Regions from separate parts of the Ovis aries genome. Here region 1 is linked to region 2. A link is a contact called in public Hi-C data. All regions are on one chromosome and are shown on one strand. The core of a region is the stretch at or near the end of the contact, and the rest is flanking DNA. Distances in the headings are between cores, read along the strand shown. Region 1 overlaps ZFHX3 (zinc finger homeobox 3). Region 2 holds the start of ZFHX3 (zinc finger homeobox 3).

Evidence for each region. A called contact is a pair of places that touch in the nucleus more often than the background predicts.
Region 1: a Hi-C map of skin fibroblasts shows a contact between it and region 2, with 2.0 times the contacts expected there. The contact joins the enhancer-like site here to the promoter of ZFHX3 in region 2. A contact is called at or near these places in 4 of 16 Hi-C or Micro-C datasets (hypothalamus, omental adipose tissue, skin fibroblasts and 1 more).

What each region holds. Positions count from the first base shown.
Region 1 is chr14:37,865,308-37,870,199 of ARS-UI_Ramb_v3.0, reverse strand. The region is part of intron 3 of ZFHX3 (zinc finger homeobox 3); the gene reads right to left. Among named protein-coding and RNA genes, the nearest start is that of PMFBP1, 190 kb to the left of the region's middle. Within about 2 kb of position 2,284, at least 13 of the 54 cell types and tissues checked have an H3K27ac peak or open chromatin away from gene starts, as enhancers often do. A contact at or near this core is called in hypothalamus, where this site is marked.
Region 2 is chr14:37,669,645-37,674,213 of ARS-UI_Ramb_v3.0, reverse strand. ZFHX3 (zinc finger homeobox 3) reads right to left here and starts at 3,201. Exons shown (of 9, transcript XM_060398456.1): 1 at 3,047-3,201. It overlaps LOC132657746 (a long non-coding RNA gene), which reads left to right and starts at 3,954. Exons shown (of 3, transcript XR_009596313.1): 1 at 3,954-4,569.

The DNA.
Region 1 (4,892 bases), core at 1,035-3,534, 200 kb before region 2:
AGGAGAAAAAGGGAGGAAACGCCTAGAGCCAGGATTGCAACCGGCTCCATTTATCTGTGTTCTCAGCCAAAGCACCTGGGCTGCCCCCTGCGGAAACGCAGAAAGGATGAAAGCGGCGTGCGGTGACAAAGCGCGCCGGAACGAACGTGTCGCTGACTCGCCTGGTGGCTGTTCCTGGGAAGATTTTTTTTTTTTTTTCCTTTTTAAATACTGAAAGATGTGCATTCTGGGTTTTAAAATACCAAACCTGGCCCTGACTTGGTTGGGGAACCCGCACTAAACCAGAAACCCAGCTCCATGCCAGAACTGTGAGGAACACCAGGTTCAGGGGGATTAATCCCCTTGGGTTTCTACAGAGCCCTGGTTGCTGCTGCTACTTCCACACACGAAATGTAAAAAAGGCAAACTCCCCGAGCATGTTTGTAGCGGAGCGTGATGTGATTGTGTTGTCATTTATGGGAAATAATCGCAAGCCCATCTCTCCCCTTCCCTCCCCCCCACCATTTTCCAGTCCAAATAACCATGAAAAATTACACTTCAATGTCAGGGCGACGACAAAGGAGGCGCGCTCTCTGGGAGCTCAGCGCATTTGCAGGGGTTTTTCCTTTCGTTGGACAAAAACTACCTTCAATTGTACTTCGTTTAAAATGTGATCTAACAAATGCATTTTGACAACGCTTTTTCTCTTTCTCTCCCTTCTTTCAAACAGTATTTTGCACAGTTTAACCTCGCACCAAACTGGAATGTTCTGGAAAGAAGGGGGCAAGCAAAATAGAAAGGTCCTTGAAACCAAGAAGGGTGGTTTTCCCCTCCTTCCATTAAAAACAAAGTCATGGAGAAGAAGAATGATTCTAACTCAGTGGACTACTACTGAGAAAGAGGATGGAGAGTGAACGAACGGCCCCATCTTATGGGCAGAATCTTTGATAGGCAAAGGTGAGAAAAGCCAGGGTGAGCAGGAGGGGAGGAGGGTCTTGATGGAGGAAAAAGGGCCCCTCAAGCTCACTCTTCGGAATAAACCATTTTGTGGATTTGAAAGCATCCTCTGAGGGTGCGGATGTAAGTCAGAAGCGGGGCGGGGTGGGGGGGGTCACGACCACGAGGCTGCGGAAGGGAAGCTCTCAGGTGGGGTATCCCCCTCACCCATTCCCCTCCCCCATGGAAAGGGACGTTTTTCAACCCAGCTGATCTGCCTGAAAGCTTTTTAGCATTCCAGGTGTGAGGCCTGAGCAGTCCCTTCAAGCATCTGTCTTTCAATAACACCCTGTTTGAAGTAAACACTGCCAGGCTCCCATGGTTGGAGGGTGAAGACAAGATGGATAAACACACATGAGTGATAGAAAGCATGTAAATAAAAAAAAAGAAAAAATGAACAGTTTCCATTAAAGAAGGCTGGTATCACCTTCTGAGTCAAAACTGACTAGGCTTGTCAGAGAGAGATCTTATGTTTACTGTAAAAAAAAAAAATGTATGTACATATATATGATGTGCTTCCTACTTTATTTATTTTTACACGAAAAAAATGTTGGAATTATATAGATTAAAAAAAATCAAGGCAGGCCTATAAATGTACTTAAGTATCCATATACAAATGAAGGTGTATGGGAAATGAACAGGATGTACCAGAAGTGATATTAGATGATGGTGATTAGAACCTAATGGGTAGGAGTGAACCTTGTGGGAGGGCTCCCATGACGGGAATGCCATCGCTGATGGACGCAATCTGTACGGGAATGAAGGAAGCGGGTGAGGGGTGACCATGCAGACCAGAGGCCTTCCGGTGGGGGAAGACAGGACTGGACAATGCTGAAGGAAAAGAGGGAATATGGGGGCCTGGGCACGCGGCAAAGCAAACCAAACGCAGCACAGGGGAACGTTTGTTTCTGGCCCCAAAACAAACAGCAGTCGACCGAAAAAGAAGAAACAGTGACGCCAGGGGCTGGAGCCACAGGACACACAAATGAAGGACCTGAGTCTCCAGCCCCTTTGTGGCTTCACTCTGATGTCCATGCCATCCGAAGGGGCTCAGCCTAGTAAGGAAAGAGTTCTGCCCTGTGAAGCACAGGGCGTACACAGAAATATTAGTCTATGCTTGTCTGTGGAGGGCGGTGTGAGGGGCTGACTGTCAATGAGCTTCATTTTGCATGATCATAAGCCACTTATATGCACAGCTGGGAAAACCAGCTGATTCATAAAAACAAAGCACAAACAAAGGCTTACACTTTCCAAACCAAATCTGGGAAACAGACATCAGGCCAACTTCAGACAATGCTGTGTCCAGAAAAGCACTGGCTCGCCCTGCCCTCTTTTGGTCAGACCCAAGCTGTGCAAAGGTCACTGTGTATGTAATGGCCTGGCATGTCCCAGAATGCAGCCTTAGAAACGCGGATGAAGCCAGTGATGGCTCAGGACAGCTTCAGCCCTCCTTTCACGCTGGGGATCCCCGGATGCCTACCGCAGGCTCACGGCCTGGTGCAAGCGGTGAAGAGCCTGTCTCTGCTGTGAGCACTTACAGTCACGCTCGAGATATCGAGTGGTGTGCCTCCACGTGGAGAGTCCAAACCTGGGCCGGCCCCCCAAAACCATCAAGCCCCCAAACGCACTTCAGTCTGAGACAACTGGGTGACAGAAGCAACGTGTTTGAGTTAACATCTCCTAGGAAACTGCAAAGTGAAGCGGGAAGCGAGGTGAAGGGAAAACCCAGAGATTTATGTTCAAGAGCTTTCCTGCATTAACGGGAGAAAAAGCAGATGGAACTGCTAAATTGTGGTCATTTTTTTTTTAAAGCTTGCTATTTTATTATGCCAGCATAACGTTTATGACGAAACTTGACAAAGGCATTATGGGGGAAAACTGCAGACAAATCTAACTCATGAACATACAAGCAAAATTTGTAAACACTGTATTAGCCAGCCACACTAGGATTAATGCATCATCATGCATTTTTGACATGCACCTTGTACAGTTCTTTTGTGTCCAAAGTGAAAAAGAAAATTCTTGATCTTCTTCCTCCTTTTGAGAAACTTCCAAAGGTATGCCAATGGCTGAATACAAAGACTCCATATTTTAAAAATCTGGATCCTATACAATGAAATGGTCCTTTTCTAGGGTTTGACAACCACCCACCCCCCGCCCCACACACACACACCCCTGCCTTCTCACAGTGATTTTAGCTACAGCAACCCAACCAGGAATCTGCCAGAGGTACTAATTGTATTTTAGTCTCAGCCTTAGGACCCTGTAAGCATCTATTCAGCTTTACTTCCCATTAGATGTTTCTTAGACCTAAGAACAGGCTGGTATCCTTTAAAAAGCAAGGCACCCAAGAACACCCCCAAGTTTATACAGCAATATATCTCAAGGCACAAAGACACACAGTTATGGTCATTAAGGCAAACAAAGAACTTAAATTCTAGACTCATCCCATTCCCTTTAATGGTGGGGACATTTGTAAGCAACTAAACCACGAATTCAAAGAGAATTCAAATGCTGCCATGCCATGAGAACGTCAGCAAGGGCCCAGACAGAAAGCACGACTCTGTGACAGACAGTCTCTGGGCAGTCGGGACAGAGTCTGCAGCCCACAGTCACATTTTAAAGAAACGATTCTGGAGGTTTAAGCTCTTCTGTGTGCACACTGCAACTGGAGAAAGTACCAGAAGGGGAAATGTTTAAGTTAGACTCCTACCCAAACGTTCAGACGTGGATAATTTTTTTTTAGGTGAATTACGGATCCTATGCAGAGCCAATAAGGAAAGGAACTCTCACCAAGAAAAAAATGTTTGCTTCATTCTGTAAGTATAAAGTAGTAAAAACCAGTCAAAGGTGTGAATGAAAAGTAGTCAAAAAGCAGTACAATATTAAAGATTAGATGGTCTGATGATTAGGAAGAAAAATCAAATGATTCCTCACTTAGGGAGCAACATCTTTAAACACAGAGAGGAGGAAGAGTGAAGAGGAGGACTTAGTACCCAATGAGAAAGGTAAAAAGTAAATAACCTAGGTAACCAGTGTTCACTGCAGCACTATGACAGCTAGGACGTGGACGCAACCTAGATGTCCATCAACAGATAAACAGATAAAGAAACTGCGGTGCATATATACAATGGAATATTACTCAGCCATTAAAAGGAACACATTTTGTGTCAGTTCTAATGAGGTGGATGAACCTAGAGCCTACTGTACGGAGTACAGTAATGTCAGAGAAACAAATATCATATATGAACACATATATATGGAATCTATAAAGCTGGTACTGATAACCCTATTTGCAGGGTAGGAATGGAGATGCAGACATAGAGAACAGACTTTTGGACACGGGGTGGGATGAACGGAGAGAGTACTATGGAAACAAATACATGTATACCATATGTAAAACAGACAGCCAGTGGGAATTTGCTGTATGATTCAGGGAGCGCAAATAGGTGCTCTGTGGCAACCAGAGGGGTGGGATGGGAAGGGAGGTGGGAGGGAGGCTCAGGAGGGAAGGGACCCGTGTACACCTGTGGTGATCCATGTTGATGCACAGCAGAAATCATCACAACATTATAAACCAGTTATCCTCCAATTAAAAATGAATGAATTTTAAAAATTACCTAGGTGGGAGTATATCTTAAAATTAAATACATATTACGGAAGGAAAAAAAATCAATTTCTGAAAAGAGTCTATGAACTGACTCAACTACTGAAATCCTTTGGGGGCAGGCTGGAAAGCACAGGAGCTGTTCTAGGAGAAGGGAAATGACTGGAAACCGGGCCTTAGAGAGAAACAAGCGGGAGAACGGAGACAAAAGCAAGAAAGACAAACGGGTCAATGGACTAAAAAAATCGAGCATGTAAAATTTATTTCAATACCATTAAGGTGGTTAAATAAGAAATATCTGTGCTTTAGA
Region 2 (4,569 bases), core at 1,952-4,451:
GGTTTTGGCCTCTGAGCAGCTGACCTGACCCCATTCTGTATATTCTTTTATTTCCCTGTTGCAGGATTCCTGCACCTTGGGTCAGATTCAAACTCAATGTGACCCTGAGGAGAAGGCAGTCACCAAGCCCTGGAAAACTGCTCCATATTTAATGGGGGGCGGGGTGGGGGGGGAGTAGTGTAACTGCAATGCATTTAGACTCCCACAGTGTTGACACCCACACAGTACATAAACGTACACACACATAGGTACGCACACGCGCGCGTGCACCCATGTGTCAGAATGGCCAGGTCTTGGGGCCAGTTCCCACACAGAGGCCCTGGACTCTTCTTGCAGCACCCCAAAGTCTTCATGTCTACAATTCCACCCATAAACACACGCGTGCACAGACCAACCCTCCTCCAGAGACTCTGTATGTTTAAAAAGTCCGCAGATCTGAATTGCCTCCTCTCTGGACCTGAGTAGGGCAGTTTATTCAGAGAAATCAATAGGAAAGAGCATTTGCAAATATTTATATAAGCCCTGTGCGTTTCAGCATTAAGTAATTAAAAACTGGAACTCAGGCAGGGGGGAAGGGAGGAGACCCAGAGACAGAGGAAGGCGGCTGGCCTACAGTGGGTTTTCCTGCCCACACCTCATCTCCCCAAACCACAATCCTTTCAAAACTGACTCGGTGTACACTTTTCATGAAATCCTGCTCGTGCACCATTTGCTAGACTATTTCAAAATCATCTCCAAATATGGATTCACCTACCACCAAGCTTTCAAGCCTGACTGTAAGATAAGTGTCTGTGTTCTCTCTCTCTCTCTCATATGCACACACACAGCAATCCTTACTTTTGACACTGCTTCAGTCTCTGGTGGAATACTCTCTCTTGGATTCTTCTCTCTAAATTCCTTGCACTAGTTAAAGATCTCTCACATTATAAGATAAGCAGAGAGCCGCTGAAGTGGTAATTCAATAAGTAAATTCCTATCCCCTCTCCCCCACCCCAATACTTTCCACTCCCAACCTATAGGATACCAACACTTTGGGGGTTCAGTACTGGAAACCCCCACATGTAAATAGATTCATCAAAAAATAAAAATGAAGGAGTTCTAAAATGAGCCACAATCCAGTGGACTTCCTCTATATTATTCCGGAGAGCTGACAGTAAATTCTGCTTGCACTGCTTCTAAATCTGCTCTAAGAAGCCAAGCAAGGCACTAGAGCACCCACGCTGCAGATATTGTAGAAATTTACAGTAAATGTAGGTACAAGATTGCAGCACGCTGCCCTATCGATTATGCAGATTGTGATCAATCTTCTCCCCCTCTCCCATTTCCCAAGCCTCTTTCCACAGACCTCCAAATAAGTTGGTCTGGAACTAGCCATTCTCCCAAAGTAGGGAGAAAAAAAGTAATTTTTTAAAAAACATAATAAATCCTCAAGTGTCCCCACTGAAAGGGCTCCAGTCTCTTTTTTTTAATTTCAAAGTGAATTTATGTTCTGTAATTTGCATTACAGCCCAGCGATCACCGTATGTCATATTCTTCAAAGGTACTTAACAACCCCCCTTTTAAAAGTCACGAGAACTGGAGGCCAGAAAAAGGCAATCAGCCCGCTTCTTCCATATAGTCCTTAGATCAAGTTTCAATAATTGAGACCAATAAAAATTGTCATATTTACCCTGCTTCAAAGCAACAAGGGGGAAAAAGTTGAGTGGGTGATTTTTTGCAAGCACTTGTAATCAAAGAATTTGCCACATTCGAAGGAACTGCACAACATATTGCCAAAGTCAGAGTCTGAGCAACAGATTAATTTGCAAAGTAAAATGTATTTTTTAATAGCTCCACAAAAAGCCTACAGATTCCATACACAATTTAAATACCCGGCATAAAATACACTTAGCTCTACTCTCCAACAGATACGCAAAAAGATGTACATGAAAATGCGTAATGTAAAAGTCAGGAACGTGCTTTTTGCATCTAATGGGGGAAATACATGGAAAAGAGGAATGAAACAGGACGAGGGGTAAAAGTGGGGAACGGAACGTAAACAATCCCAGATTCCCGTGAGCAAAAAAAGAAAAGAAAGAGAAAAGAGGGAGTTGAAAAAAAAAAAAAAAACAAGAAGGGATCCTCTGATGTGTCTCAACTCAGCTCGGCAAGGAGAGGCCGGCCAGGCGACGTCTGGTCCCGGCCAGCGGCGCAGCCCCGAGCCCCCGGGAGCCCCTAGTGTCCAGGGCAGAGCCCCCTCAGGGCGTTCGCGGCGCTGCTAGTGGCGCAGGGCGGAGAGCGCGCAGGTAGAAGGTCGGGCGGCCACGTCGCCCCCTCGCCCTCTCTCGGACCCCAGGGCTCCGGTCTGGCGGCCGTGTCCCCGGCCAGTGGAGCACTGGCGCGGAAGGCGCCCGGCCGGCCAGCGGCGGCGGCGACGGCTCCCGGCCGGGTGCGCGCCCCGCGCGGCGGCTCAGCCCGGGGCTCCGGCGCCTCCTGGGGTGGGGCAAAGTTGGGGGCCGGGGGCGGCGGGGGCGGGGGCACTCGGCACCGCGAACCCCCACCCCCCCGCCGACCGCCGCCTTTGTCTCGGAGCCCGGACCCCGGCCGCCCTCCCGCCCTCAGCCCGCGCCCCGGCCGGCCCTGCCCGGAGGCGCCTCCAAAGTCGCCGCGCGGGCCTCGCCCCGGGCGCCTCCACCCTCTCGGGGGGTCGCCGGCAGCCGGCGGCGGCGGCGCGGGGCCGGGGAGGAGGGGGCGGCCCGGGGCTCCGCGGCGGCGGCGGCGGCGGGAGGAGGAGGAAGAAGAAGAGAAAGAGAAAGTTTGGCGCAGGGGGAAGGCGAGCGGGACGCAGCGAGCGAGCAGGGCGCGGGCGCGGAGAGCGCGGGCGGCGGCGGCCCGGCGCGGGAGCCGGGAGGGGGCAGGACGAGCCCCATGCAAAGCAGCCCCGGCGCCCCGAGGAGCCCCGCGTCCGGGCGGTGGCGGCGGGAGGAGGAGGAGGAGCAGGCGGCGGCGGCGGCGGCGGCGGCGGGAAAAAAAAAAAAAAAAAAAAGAGGGAAAAGTTGCCACTTACGCGGTTGCTTCTCCGGCGGCGGCGGCTGCAGCGGCGCTGCTGGCGGCGGCGGCGGCGGCGGCGGGAGCTGGCGGCGCTTTTAATCCCGAAAAGAGGCGCTCGGGCCGCGGAGCCCATCAAGGCAGCAGCGGCGGCTGGCGGGGGTCGGCTGCGGCGGAGGACGCGCTGCTGGCGGCGGCGGCGGCGGCGGCGGCGGAGCTGGAGCGCGCTCGGCGGAGCCCGGGGCGGGAGGCGGCCGCAGCCGGGGAGCCGGAGCCGCCGCCGCCGCTGCCGCCGAGCAGCATGGTTGGCGGGGAGTTTACAGCCCCCGGAGCGGGCAGGGGCCACGGAGGAGAAGCGGCGGCGGCGGCGGCAGCGGCTCTAGGCTGTAATTGGGATGCAAAGCAGGCGGTGGCGGCGGCGGCTGCGGCCGGGAGGAGGAGGAGGAGGCGGCGGCGGCGGCGGCGGCGGCTGCAGCGGTCGGAGGGGACGCGCTGGAAGTGGGAGCTGATGAGTGAAAAGAAAAAAAAGTCTTTGGATCTTTATTCTGCTAATTAGTTTCCTGCAAAAAATGGCTGTGATTAATTCAGTGCGCATGTGCTTCATTACCCAGGCACGACGGGAAGGGCTAATTAGCCACCTTCTGGATCAATAAGATTCAGCAAAAAAGAAAAGGGGGAGGTGGAGGGAGGCAGAGGGGAGGAAGGGAGGGAAAAAAAAAAAAAAAACAGGGGAAAGTGATGAGCAGGGCGAGGAGAGCAGGAAGAGAGGATGGGAGAAGAGCCCAGGAAGAGGGAGAGAGGCACCAAAAGTTTATGCATGTATTAAAAACACATACACACACACACACACGACACACGCGCGCGCGCGCGCGCGCACACACACACACACACACACACACACACACACACACACCGAGAAGTGAAATGCAGAGAACCAACAATAGGAACCTGGCTAAGATTTTTTTTTCTTTCCTTTCTTTTTTTCTCTCTTTTCTTTCGCTCTTGTTTTTTCTTTCCCCCTTTCCTTTTCTTTCTTTCATTTTTTGGCAAACGCAGAAATATTTAAATTAAATAGGAAGAGAGCATCCTCAAAGAGGAAGGGGGTGGGGGCATTAATGGAGTGGGACAGCTTAAAGCAAAGATTTAAGTGAAAGAACAGAGAAGGAGCAGAGACTTAGAATAGAAACCACTTTAAATTGCAAATCGGAGATATTTTTTTTAAAGGAGGAAAATTACCTCCCCCCCCCCCATCAGAGGACAAATGGAGAAAATATGGAGAAAACTTTAACACGTACCACAGACTAGACAAAAAGATATAATATGTTAATTTTGTCTTCTGAAATAAGACGCAATCAATCTTCTCTGGTTCTTTAGAAGGAGGGGAAAGAGGAGTGATGATTAGAAGAAATAAAAGGGGGAAAGTGAATCAGAACTGAAAGGGGGCAACTTAAGGAAAGACTTGGAAACAAGTCCAACTTTCTACCTTTCTGGACTTAAGAGAAAAGTAAAATCAATTTTCTCGTGTAAAACCTGGAAAGCAGA